4 separate regions of the Mus musculus genome follow, and regions 1, 3 and 4 are each linked to region 2. Evidence: chromatin contacts called from public Hi-C data. All regions are on one chromosome and are shown on one strand. The core of a region is the stretch at or near the end of the contact, and the rest is flanking DNA. Distances in the headings are between cores, read along the strand shown.

Evidence for each region. Hi-C and Micro-C count contacts between places; a contact is called where the count stands out from the background.
Region 1: a contact with region 2 is called in a Hi-C map of the N1E-115 cell line, with 13 times the contacts expected there. The contact joins two enhancer-like sites. A contact is called at or near these places in 11 of 484 Hi-C or Micro-C datasets (the N1E-115 cell line, cerebellum, cerebral cortex and 5 more) and 1 of 115 datasets of contacts at active chromatin or transcription factors (neural progenitor cells).
Region 3: a Hi-C map of the N1E-115 cell line shows a contact between it and region 2, with 5 times the contacts expected there. The contact joins two enhancer-like sites. A contact is called at or near these places in 6 of 484 Hi-C or Micro-C datasets (the N1E-115 cell line, brain, cerebral cortex and 3 more), 1 of 115 datasets of contacts at active chromatin or transcription factors (embryonic stem cells) and 1 of 9 other capture datasets (embryonic stem cells).
Region 4: a Hi-C map of the N1E-115 cell line shows a contact between it and region 2, with 15 times the contacts expected there. The contact joins two enhancer-like sites. A contact is called at or near these places in 2 of 15 datasets of contacts at CTCF or cohesin (both in embryonic stem cells), 5 of 484 Hi-C or Micro-C datasets (the N1E-115 cell line, cerebellar granule neurons and embryonic stem cells) and 1 of 9 other capture datasets (embryonic stem cells).

What each region holds. Positions count from the first base shown.
Region 1 is chr9:46,510,164-46,513,463 of GRCm38.p6, forward strand. All of the region lies in intron 1 of Gm31432 (a long non-coding RNA gene), which reads left to right. Among named protein-coding and RNA genes, the nearest start is that of Gm22659, 51 kb to the right of the region's middle. Within about 2 kb of position 1,733, at least 15 of the 459 cell types and tissues checked have an H3K27ac peak or open chromatin away from gene starts, as enhancers often do. A contact at or near this core is called in the N1E-115 cell line, where this site is marked.
Region 2 is chr9:46,733,935-46,737,247 of GRCm38.p6, forward strand. No RefSeq gene overlaps it. Among named protein-coding and RNA genes, the nearest start is that of Gm31614, 95 kb to the right of the region's middle. Within about 2 kb of position 1,802, at least 27 of the 459 cell types and tissues checked have an H3K27ac peak or open chromatin away from gene starts, as enhancers often do. A contact at or near this core is called in the N1E-115 cell line, where this site is marked.
Region 3 is chr9:46,967,639-46,970,511 of GRCm38.p6, forward strand. No RefSeq gene overlaps it. Among named protein-coding and RNA genes, the nearest start is that of Gm39331, 13 kb to the left of the region's middle. Within about 2 kb of position 1,408, at least 14 of the 459 cell types and tissues checked have an H3K27ac peak or open chromatin away from gene starts, as enhancers often do. A contact at or near this core is called in the N1E-115 cell line, where this site is marked.
Region 4 is chr9:46,478,557-46,481,821 of GRCm38.p6, forward strand. The region is part of intron 1 of Gm31432 (a long non-coding RNA gene); the gene reads left to right. Among named protein-coding and RNA genes, the nearest start is that of Gm22659, 83 kb to the right of the region's middle. Within about 2 kb of position 1,790, at least 40 of the 459 cell types and tissues checked have an H3K27ac peak or open chromatin away from gene starts, as enhancers often do. A contact at or near this core is called in the N1E-115 cell line, where this site is marked.

The sequences.
Region 1 (3,300 bases), core at 483-2,982, 220 kb before region 2:
TGTAATTCTATAATTCATCTCTGCATCGCAGTGAAATTAAAAGAGTTTAGGTTCCTAAGCATAATGATCATCAATTAAACGCCGGGGAGATTTAGTGTCTTCATTTGAATTTTGTTTTATTTATTTAAATGTCTCTTATGCTGGGGGTTGGGGGAGGGCAGCACAGAGTGGGGGCAGCTGAGTGAAGGCTAGCCCCCAGGCAGCTTGGAGCAGCCAGGTTGCATGGGCTGCCCCTGGGGGCAGCGCAGGGCAGAGGGCTTTTTGAGACAGGGGATCCATCATCTCAGGCCTAATCAGTTAATACTGATAAACTGCCAGCAATAACTGCCAATTGCACCGAAGTTCATTCTTTCAGGGAGTGCCCTGCCACATCGGGGAAGCGCTCCTGTCTCCAGGAGGGAGAGGATGCATTTGGTGGAGGCAAAGCCATTTCTTCTCTGAGAAGGGCTTGAGAGCAGCCCAGCCTGGTGGGCAGCCTGATGAATCTGGCCTGTGCCTGGTGTTTGAGCTCAGGTTTGGATACAGAGGTAAGGTGTACTTCGATGTGACTGTGGTTCGGTGGGGAGTGCCCATTTCTCAGCCCCAATTTGCATACATATCAAAACAAAGCTTCAGAAACAGAGCCACTCACTGCCTCCCTAGCTGTGTGACTCAGTTTCCTCCCTGGGAGAGAGGGGATTGTACTAGATGGTCCGGAGTGGCCCTTTGGCTTGATTTTAGCTGTCCCTGGCCACTGGCCCGTAGACAGGATGCCTCGCCCATCTTCTGCCCTCTTTATCCACCCCAGTTATAGCCTGGGTACCCTGGCTGCCATCTCTGCCTCTCGGACCCCCTTGACCCTCCCCACATGGCTACCCACTTTGCTGGGTTGGTTATTGCTACAGTTTCCCAGCATTCTCTGATTCTGACTTCTCACTTGCAATCAAGAAACTAAAAATAGAGAGTAAAGGAAGCTCTCCGAGGGGGGTTCCTGGGGGTGGGAAAGTGCTCTAGTTCCCCAGGGGAATGAGACCTCATCACCATCAGAGTACGGGAGGGGGGTTGCGGGGGGGGGGGAATCTAACCCAGACCAGTGACAGAGTTGGAGGCCAGGGGACAGAGGCTTCCTGATCAGCAAGAACAAGGACCAGGCTTGAGAGACAGTGTGTGAATGCTGGAGATAGGCAGGATTAAGCAGCAGCCTCTGGGTCTTTGTGCAGGAATCCCATTGTATCCCCAGCACAAGAGACCCTTTCCCTGAGCCAAGTGAGGGGCTGAAATCTTGGGACCAAGGTCCACCCCCATAGCCTGGGCAGAGGGGCTTTGTGTTCTAATTCATCCGCCAGGAGAGGGCACCCTGTTCTAATTTTCACAAAAGTGTGCTCCATGCTCGGGGAAGCATCCTGGAGAACGTTCTCAGAGTTATCCTATTGTGCTGGTAGACAAGCAGGACCCACGTGCCCTGATCAGGGATCTCTCCTTCAGAGCCTTGGATTTTAAAGGAGTGGGCATGGTGTGATCAGGTGGGGTGACTTGGAAGCAGTGAAGCTGTGTCGGGGCGGAGACCTGGCTTCTCAGACTTGCAGGCTTTGGGGGCTAGGATGAGGAGTTTGGCCCACTGGCATGAGCAGAGAAGGGTGCTGTGGGATCTCAGACACACAATTTCAAAACCCAGTCCACCTCCCTGTCCTGGGAAGAGCACCCTGGAGATCTGAGGAATGTGCGAGTCTACAGCCATCCTACCCTAGACGTGCCTGGCCTTGTCTGAAAAGCGAGTGAACTCCTGCAAGTAACTGCTGGTTTGGGGATACACCTGACTGTGGAGTCTGGACCCCTGGCTGCAGTTCTGGATATACTATGTCCATGGGCTCACTGCTGCTTTTTCCTCTGACCCTCAGTTGCCTTCTCCTGTCCAATCGTAGGATAATTGCCCACATGCTCTTGAGCAGGCTGCATGGGGGTTAGAACTTTCATCTCTTCTGCACAGACAGAGGCAGTGCCTGGACCTTATCTTCTGAGGAACAGTGCAAAGGGATGTTATCACCACCCTTGCTTGGCACTGCCTTAGAAGCAGCATGCTTAGCTGGGACTGTCATCAGGACCCATGATGCTTTTCCTCCTGGGGAAGAAATGGCTGGCACTGGAACCCCAGGATATGCCAGTGTTTGTACCAGAGATCCAAATCAAGATAATGTCTTTCCATCTCCTCTCCATCTTTTGAACTCTTCCCAGTTCCTTTACCAAGCACATTTCTATCACGGGACTTGGCCCTCAAACACGTGGTGACATCAGCAGGGAGAGAGGGCAGGGTGGAGCTGAACCCTGCCACTTGTGGTGCCCCGCCCCATCCCTCCCCCCACTAGCTTTTCTTAACCTTGTCCACGAGGCTGACTAACTTCTTGTACTTAGCATAAGTGCTTTTCTCTCTCTCCACTTTGGGAAGATTGAAGGCCTTCTAGAGAATGGGGGGCAAGATGAGGGTGACCCCAGGTTTCCAAACACGCTTACCTCATGTCCTTGTCTTTTTCCATCCTGAGCAGGCCATCCATTCAGGACTGCTCTGAGGTCAAAGGCTGTTCTGTACTCCCCAAGATTGTCTTGGACTCTTTGGACAGCTCTGTCCCTGTATTTGAGATGAGTTTAGAGGAGACAGGACTCTATAATTTTCTGTGTGGGATCCACAAAAGCTACAAGCCCAAGTGGGCAGGCAGCCCAACAAAGGCTTTTAAAAATTACCATGTGCTGTCCTTTCCTCTGATTACAAAAGCAATACATATTCATGGTAAAAATTTTGGGAAATACAGAAAAGCACAAAGGAAAAAAATCATTCATATTCTATGTTCCAGAAGCAACCATTATTAACATTTGAGGTATTCACCTTGTCCTTCCCTTTCTCGTGGTCTCTGCATCTCTGTCCTTTAACAGAAGCTTCATGCAGCAACACTGTTGTGTCACCTGCTTGGTGATAGTGTACCAGGAGCATTTCCACATATAGTAAAAGCCATTTGATGAGTGTGGCCAGGTGTTTGGTCAGGGAAATGGCATGGGGTGCGGATGAGGGTAGGGGTGGTGGAGGCCATGACAGCAGGACTGTCAAAGGAGGTCTCAGTGCTGATAGATCTGGCTCCTTGGCTTCCAGACCATCAAATCCATCAGCTGAAAGAACAGCCCTTGAGGTAGACAGCAGGAAACCCCGTGACCTGAGAAAGGTAGACAGTTGAGCTAGCCATAGCATTGAAGATTGGTTACTGTATTGGCCACCTTCCTCCACAGGTTCTTGTCCTGGCCACAGCAAGCTAGCAGGAGGTAGGCAGGACTCAA
Region 2 (3,313 bases), core at 552-3,051:
GAGTCTTCTCTTGGAAGTTTCCCCAGGAAATGAGCACACTGGCCTCCTTCCTAAATGTCTCTCTGCAGTTCATGAGTGAATCCCAGGTTCCAGATGGGAGTACATCCCCTGGATCTGGAGTGACCCAATGTGGGAGCCCCGAATGGATGTTTGGTCCTCTACAAGACCGGCAAGCATTCTTAATTGCTGAGCCATTTCTCCATCCCCCTAAATTGTGATTTTCTAAGCTGTGCTCAGGTACAAACTTTGTCATTCCTAGATCACCACACCCACTGACATGCTGAGACCAGAGTAGAAGATTCTGTACCCACCCCAGAGTTCTCTGCACCTCTGTCTCTCTGTCCCTGTTTCAATCTCCATCTTGTACCAAGGGTCCCGAGAAGGCCACGAAGCTCACTCAGGCATGGGGAGGCCCTGCCTCTACACCTTCGACTTGGGGCATCTTCTAAGGAATCTCTGATGTTGCCATCCCAGTCAGCAGGGGCAGAGAGGGAGCTTGGGGCTTTATTAACTAATCTGTGGTACTTGAGTAATTTATTACATTTAAGCTGGTGCTATCAAGTCTCAGCAGTGCCTGCATGCACTGGGAAATAAATTAAAGGCTGTCCAGAGATGCTTGGATCATCTGTGTGATTGCTGGGTTCATGGGATGAAGGTTTAAGGCTCTCTCTCTTCTTGAAGATTGGAAATTAGGCATTAATAAAACAGCAGACCAAAGAACTGTCATGGAGATAGCTGTGTGGTGATGGCAGTGATGGTGGTGGCAATGGTAGTGTTGATGTAAGTGTTGGCGGTAGTGGCAGCGGCGGTGATGATGGTAGTGGTGGCATGCAATAGTGACAGTGATGGTGGTGGCCTGCAATGGTGGGGAAGGTGGCCTACAATGATGATGATGGTGGTGGTGGTGGCCTGCAATGGTGGTGGCTTGGCTTCAGCGTAAGGGCTGGGCAAGAAGAGGCTGCTGGTCTAGGAGTGGGGAACCCCCAGCTCTTGTTTTTGTGTAATGGCAATCCAGGGGTTTCTGGAGAAGAATGGGAGACTTTGACGAATGCCTGTAGGTGGTGATGGTTTTCTGCTTCCTGCAAAGGGTTAAATGTCATGGACGGACACAGGCTGATTTCTCCACTAGGCACAGTTGGCAGTAAACATCGTTTCAACTTCTGTTAAGGCCCGAGGAAAAGAAACTTTTAAGCTGAGAGAAATATTCTAATATATCTCAATCTTTATGTCAAATCAGTAATAAAATATAATTTTTAGATGAATGTGTGTGTGTGTGTGTGTGTGTGTGTGAAAGGAACAGGAAGACACAAGTACTTGGGATATATGGGGCCACCTCCATTGGATGGGATTATTCTAACATGTCCCATCTACCCATGGATTCTCCTTGGCCTGCCTTGGCTGTAACACTTAGGCTTGGAATAGCCTCTTACTCATCTGCCCATGTGTCTGCCGAGGGGCCCTGTGTCCAAGGAAGGAGGCAATTGTTCCGCTGATGGGTAGCAGGGACCTAGGATTGGAATCCAGCCTCTCTCTGTCACTTCCTCACTCATGTCCAGGGACGAGCCAACCAGGAGGCACCAAATACCTGCTCCAAACAGGCCTCAGCCTTTTGAACTCCTCTCGTCCCTACCTTCTGCTCATCTGTACTGACAAAACTTTCAGAAGGACTGGGGCAGGGATCTGTCTTTTCTTGTGGAGGTACTGCTATCAGGAGCGGGTGGATGGACGCCTGTGCTATGGAACCCCAGACACTGGACAGAACCACCCTGAGAAACCCCGGCTTGCAGTTGGATGGCCTTTCCACCAGGTGGCAGGCTTGCTCTACATAGATGTATTGCTTGGAGTACTTACCTGGCAATGGCCAGAGGGGTCTGAGGGTGCCAAATCAGCCTGAGGTCCCGGGCTTGTTCAGCGGCATGTGTGTGGCTTCAGAGGCAGGGACCAGACCTCTCAAACTGTTACTGGACTCCTGCTGGATTCTGTTTCTGGGGGACCTTGTTCTCAAAGTGCCTAGAGGCAGATGGCAGATGTTTGAACAGAGCGCCCCCTGGAGCAAGGAGTGCTGATTTGACCAGAATAGGATCTGGTATCCTTGGTGACTTTCTCTGCACTTTGCTTCTGCAGGTAGCTCCTAGCTGCTGGTTTTGGCTTAGGGCATGGAGCATGCATGTATATTTTGGTGGTTCATTCCTTCCTACTCACTAACCAGACTTCCACAAAGTATCCACCTAGAGCAGCTAGCCTGAGCGCCAGCCACCTTACCTACCCTTTTAGGGGCATGTAAACAATATCCTTCCTCCAGCACCCTGGGATCTCTCTGAGGGACCCCTAGAAACAACAGAACACTGGTTAGCTAGGACTATCTCTGCATCAAGAGATCCAAGTCCTGGTCAATTGCTCACAATAGAGATAAGGCCAAGTAGCTGCAGGAGTAGGGGAGACCTGTAAGCTCTGGCCTGGATCACTGGGAAGTGAAGAGGAGGCACCAGGTCCTTTAGGGAGGTGGAGGCATACTGCACTGGCCTCTTTGTCTCCAGCAGCTCCAGAGGCCTCCATTCCTGAGCCAGTGTTCAGAGTCCCCTGCCCCATTGCCAGCTAAGCCTGCACTGTCTCAGGACTGGTGACTCAGCAGCATTTTCTGCTCTTCTCAACCAAGGGGCCAGGGAGGCCATCTTCCCAAGCTCTGCCACTCCCCAGCCTGGACTGTCTACCAGCCTCACCCCCATCCCATTCTCCCTTCTCCCACTGGTGCCTCATTTCTTCATTCATGGGCAGCCTCCCTCTGAGATTAGGAGAGTTTCACCAGCCTGGTTGGGAGTCATAATAGGGCGTGGTGCTTCTGTTGTTTTTGGGAATCTGAACTACAGCTTGCAGAGACAGGAGAAGGGAAGCAGAGAGAAGAGAAAGAAGGGTTAGGAGGGAGAGTAGGAAAGCAGAGAAGAAAGAGTATAGAGAGGGGAAGGAGAGGAAGGCAGGAGAGGTGGCTACTGGGGGACAAGGTGGTTGAGATGTGAATCAAAATATGTCTTTCCTACCCAGATGGAAGACATGGGAGAGATAGGTCTGGGGAAGCCACTGTGTGTGCTGGTGTTGGGTAGACAGCATAGTGGGGTTGGAAGGAGAAAACAAATAGAATGAAAGTGATCCTCCCTAAAAAGGGGGGAAGGAAAAGAGAGGTGGGGTGAATTGCAAACTGAAGACAGAGAAGAGAAGGATGCGGAAGTGAGGACCTCTGAATCACAGGAAGGGATGGCCACCCAAACCAGAACCCTCAGCATGGGGGTGAACCTAACACACAGGAACATACAGGCAA
Region 3 (2,873 bases), core at 158-2,657, 230 kb after region 2:
AAATGATGGGTTACATTGAGTTATCTCTACCCATCCAGCCTGACATTTCATAATTCTATTAACTAATTGAATTGGATGGACATTATGGAAAATGTTGAACAACAGGCTAATTTATCTTTGAACATGAACCAGATGCCCTGGGTCAAAGTCAGGTCAGCAGAAGGCAAAGCAGGTGGACGTTGCCATCTCTCTCTGCAGAGGTGGGCAAAATCCGACAGTCATTTGGGAAGCCTGCAGTGGAGTGGCAGGTGTGTGCTTTCAGAGAACGTTCCTGAAGATCAGGAAGTTTGGTGGCTTTCCGGTACTTTACAGTGGTCATGGGCTCCTTTGAATTGTAGCATCTCGGTGTGTCACTGCAGTGGTTTCAAGGAACAAAATTGGGCACTACAGAAAAGCTTTGTACTTGAGAAACAAGTCAGAAGGGTGCGACTTGGTGTGGCCAGGACCACAGGGACTCCTAGGTTTCCTGGGTCATCTCTTGATAATTGCATCACTTACTTAACACATACAAGGTCCTGAGTTCATTCTTCAACACTGCCAAAAAGTGTGTGTGTTCAGGGAGGCCGGGGGGGGGGGGAGGGGGGGGAAGAGCGGGCAGTGTTGAACACAGAGATAGTATCAGAAAGTACCAGAAGATGAAGGTCATGTGGCAATGCAGGCAGCTCAAGCCAAAGTCAACGGATGCTAGAAAATCAGTGGCAGCTTAGGAGAGGAATGATGCACGCGTCTCTTCCCCGTGCTTAGAAAGAATCACCCTGGGCTCAGACATAAAAATTCCAGAGCCCCAAGGCATTGCATTTTGCTTGGTTTAGGCTCCAACTTGTGATATTTGTTTCCTTTGGCTGTATGAAGAAAGCTCTCCCAGTAAGAGATGCCACGTGCGGGAGAAAGCTTCAAGTCCTAGCCATTCTCCACTCTGGACCCTTCACACGTCCCTCTTCCAGGATGTCACTCAACCATTAGGTGGCAGGTAACATAAAAAGAGAAGAATATCCCCAAAGAAAGTGATTTTTTTCCCCTCCCAGTTCAACTCAGCTTCGCAGCTATTTCTATCCACCAGGAGGTCCTTCCTTCTTTCCCACCCAAATCCCACCTGCTGCAGTTCCAGGCCAGTCTGCTTTATTTTGCTCTCAAGAGACAATGATCAACTAGAACGCCTACCTCCAGAAAGCAATCCTTTGTTGTCTAAAAGTTACACATGGAATCTCCTTCCCTGGTAGCTGACAGCTCCCACCTTCTAGTTCAAGGTAAGCCTTTAGCTTGCAGCTTACGGAACGCCCAGGCTCTCAAGCCATCAACCATTCCTGTGCAATGACCTTGTCTGTGACATCCCCACCCCAGCCATTGCCCCATCCCTCCCCTGCTTCCATGGCCCCTTCAGCACATTCCTTCCAAAGACATAGGTTGTTTTGTGTGCCTGAGCATGCCTTGTCTCCAAACACGGAGTGGAGAGGAGTCATGGGGACCGAGCTGCAGTGGCTGCAAAATCCCAGTGACCGATGAGAGGGCCTGATTGCTTTGTGCATAGCTGCTGAAAGGGGTCTTGACATTTTAAGTGCTCGTCAGAGTGAGGAATGACAGCAGCAGACAATGAGACACTTCCTCTTTGCCTTTTGCAGGCTATTAATAAGTGTTTCTGATTCCGTAGAAGTGGGAGAGATTCTGGGCCACTGGCTTGGCTATGCTGCGTGGGATTTTTTTCCTTCTCTCACTTTGTCTTTCTCCCCCTGCCTCTCTCCCCTTCTCCCTGCCTCCCTCTCCTCTAGCTTCCACACTCTCATTCTCTCCCAGGCGTGGCTGCCTGTTTGTCTTGAAGTTGGACTTAGTAGTGATCAGGAAATGGCATACGGCAGCTGGTCCCAGCCATGCCTTTGGCTCTCTGCTGAAACGTCAGTCTCTGGATCCCCATCCTGAATTCTCCAGGGCTGCAGTGGAGTGGAAGGGAGGTTAGGAGCCAACAAGGGAGAGAGAGGCTATGAGGCTGGCAGAAGGAAGTGGGCAGCTGGGAAAGCCCACCTACAGGGGGCGTTACGGCCGTCTGTTCAAGCTGAGATAGAGAGATGGGAGATAGTCCTCTCCAGCCTTCTTTGTCTGTATCCCTCTCCCCCCTTCCATGTTTTCCATCAGTGCTAGTTAGTGGCCATATAACTCACTGGACAAGAGGCTGCCTTCTGGAGAATGCCATTCAAGGAGAATGTTCTGTGGCCCAATATCAGAAGGAATTGTTTGTATTCCTATGTTCATGGTTCTGAAGTTTACCCTCTTTTCAAACCAGTGAGACCAACCATTTTGATGAGCCCGGAATGCTGTTTTCCTTGGGGCTAAAACTGGGGCAGTGCCCACTAAAACACACCCTTTAGCTGCCCTTTCTCCAGATCACACCATGACCTGGCTTCTGATTCAGTGAGGTGAAGCAGGGGATGGATGGAGGTGAGCTGGACAAGAATCCTCAGACTGGAACAGCCTGCCTTCTCATGCCCCAAAGGAACCAATAAGAGTGAGCTCCCAGTTTCAACCTTTGACTCCTTAGGAGAGCAAGGTTTAGAAGACCCGTGGCAGCCGAGGAACAAGGTCCTGATCTCAGGCAGCCTGGCATTTTATGCCTCCTTTCCTCCTTCAACCACTTGCTCTAGCCTCGAGTCCAGTCTCGAAGCTTTATCATTTTCTTCTCATTCAATTACATACACAATATGAGCTTTGCAAACAGAAAATTACATGCTGCAATAATTGAATCCTTCCTTGGACTTGAAGCTTGCTGGGCTGTGGTGTGGAGCATCTCCTGGATGCCCAGACTTGCCCCAGGGCCTCACTCTTACTTAGTCAAGGCCTAACTAACACTTAAACATCATTTTAGAGCTAATGGTTTTTCTACC
Region 4 (3,265 bases), core at 540-3,039, 260 kb before region 2:
GAGGACAGCAGGAACAAGCTCTCTGCTGGACATCACAGGGGGAGCCTCAGACCCCGGTGGGGCAGGGGATGGTTCCAGGAGATACTATGCTGGGATTATTGTAGTACCAGATGCTATCAATATGGTCACCAGGTCCAGCTGTCAGGATGTTTTATATGACTTATGTCTCCTGATAGCCCAATGGCAGGAAATCATTGACTCTGGGGTCAAGAGTCTGGAATAAAGGTGTATTCTGTCACTGGCTAATCGTGTTGCTGGGGTAGGAGCCTCTGGCCACTCATTAGCCATGAGCCTGTGTCAGAGAGTGAAGCACCACATAAAAAGTAGTATATACCTGAGACTCCAGCACTTGGGAGGTAGAGACAGGGTGAACAGAAATACAAGGTCATTCTTGACCCAGCCAGTTCAAGGCAAACTGGAGCCTCAATGAGACCCTGTCCCAAACAAGCAAATGAAGGAAAGCTACAAGTGTAGAAAAAGGGGCAGGATAGGGAAGACCTTTTTTTTTTTTTTGCCCCAAAGATGCTTGGGTGTTGCTTATATTGCTTATAAATGAGCACCCTGGAGGGCACAGCATGTCATACAAATGTGGAAAGTCACTGCATTTGCTCATATATGAAACATACATGAGCAATGAACAGGCTGCAGTGGCCTGTGGGATCATCTAGTCCATGACAGAGACACAGGACCTGATTCTAAACACACACACACACACACACACACACACACACACACACATACATACACACCAGTGGGTTGTTATCCAAAGCATGAGGCTATCTGAGCGCTGAGAGGCTGCCATAGGTCATCTGTAAGTGGACAAAGCCAGGGTTTGGGGCAGGGGGTTATTGTAGGAGGGTTGCTGTCTCCCCCTGAGACTTCAGGGGTCTTGGGACTGGTGACACCTGGGGTAGAGGAGCATAGTAACAAGGTCAAGGACTGCCTCTGCCCCAGCAGATACAGAGGGACAGTTCCTCACTTCCCATCCAGAGAGTTCCCTCCCCACTTCAAGGCCAGCCCAAGGTAATAGTTTTTGAAACATTTCCTTTGAAACATTTGCATGGAGTTATTAAATAAATAAGGGTTGACTTGAAGCAGTGTTTGTTGGGAAATGTGATATGAAAATTCATTTAATATGCAAGAATGTGGAAGAGTAAGCGTATGGTGACATCCTGATTGCAGATAGTATCTGATAACTCCATACGAACACACTTCAGTCACCATATCTGTAGCGTTGGTCCTCTGCTCCAGAAGCACAAAGAGGTGACTGTATGCGAGACCTCTCTTCTGGGCCAGATTAGAATTAATTAATTGGGAATATTGTGACATTACTTTGGTAATTAAGAAGCATCCTCGGCAATGAGATGAAGTGTTTACTATTGTCTCCAATGAGGCAGGAAAAGATGAGACGTGGCGAAATCACAGCAGAGAGAGAGAGAGAGAGAGAGAGAGAGAGAGAGAGAGAGAGAGAGATCTGGAGGGGGTGGCTCTATTCTTTCTGTCTTCAGCTTTTCTGACTTGCTTATAGTGTGTGGGGCCCCTGATAAGAGGCAGGGTCTCAGGGCCAGGCCACAGGGAGACCTTCCAGCACCTCCCTGAGGGTCAAGGGTGAATTCTCTCCCAGGCTTCTGGATCCCAGGAGACTGCCCCAAGCCTGCAGATGAGGGGGCGGGGTCCTCCAGGGAACTTGTGACATAATGGGCAGGGAAAGCAGAGGTCAAAGGTGAGTCAAGGCTGAGGAGCATCGACACGCCCCTTCCTCTCTTGATAAACTGTGAAATCCATTTGTCCTTGGCCAGATGAACTCTGGAAGGCGAACGCTGTCACTTCTGGGCATCTGCAGAAGGGTTAGGGAGGGAGGAGAGGCGCCCATATGCTGGCCTGTCTCCCAGTACACGACCCTGGGAGTTTGCTTGTCTTTCTGCCTTTTCCCCTTCCTGGGGAGAAAATGGAAGTAATTTCCTTTGAAACATGACATTTCCTAATCCGGCGCCCGGCCTGGCTGACAGCAGGATTAGTGTGCTCGGGCTGCCAAGCCTGGCTGGCCATATGCAGGCACCTCCCGTGGGACTGCAGTGGCCGGAGCCAGCCCCTCCCCTGGCTCTTCTCCCCTCTCCAGTCTGGTCTAAGCCATTCTATCCCTACATATTGAGGACTAGAAGGCTGGAAGCCAGCTCTGGGGGTCCTTTCCTAACCAAAAGCTGGGGACCTGTGTGATGGCTTCTTTCATCCACCTAGAGCTGTTACTATTGTTTACCAGAGGAAGGTGAGAAGGCCAGGTGTTGGGGACCCACAGTAAGAATATATATATAGGGCACATCAGGACCCTGTCTGGGGCTTCCAGACACATTGTTGCCTAGGTAGTAGTGACTCTTTTGGCTCCCCGAAGTCTCTCATTAATAATAATAACATATTTGTGAATATAACAAATATATAAATACATACATATACAATTATAATATTAAATAAATACATAAGTTGGTGTTTGTTTACTTGAATGTTTTGCCACCCTCCTTCTCCATGACTGTCCTTTATGGTGTCCACAATGGGCACTTGCCCCAGGGTTTCTGCGAGGAGATGTGCCAGTCGGACAGCACTCTCGTCTCTCTTGCCCTGGAGCTGCTTATTAGAATGCATGACGCCCATGAATTGCAGCATCCTGTTAGGTGGGTCCCAGTTTCTTCTTCCTCATAGATGAAGAAGCTGGGGACCAGAGAGACAGAGACTATTGCTCAGATTAGCACGAGCCGATTAGAACCCAGACAGGTCCAGTTCACAATGTCTTATAATTTAGCCGTTTCTCACATGTTGTCAACCTATGAACCTTTCTTCCCTATTCCACACAACTCTCAGCCAAGTTCATGAACTCTGGGGGTTAAACTAACAGCCCTGGCCTATTCTGGCTGGGTGTAAATTTAATTGAAAAAAATTAAATTCCACTTATTTGTTGTATGTCTCTGCGTGTATGTTTTCTCCACAGAGTACAAGTGGAGGTTAGGGGACAACTTGAGGGAGTCATTTCTCTCTCTTCTATTACCATATAGGACTGGGGGTCAAACTCAGGTCATTAGGGTTTGTGGTCTGCGTTCTTATTGGCCGAGCCATCTTACTGGCCTGATAATTACTTTTCCAGTACGTTTTGGGATGTGTCATGTGTAGAATGCTGTAGTGAGGCCCTTCACTTTGCAGCTGGCTTAGGCATTGTGAGCTCCAAGACTGAGACCTTGGGAGGTATCAGACTCAGAATGCCTGAGCCATAGGTCGT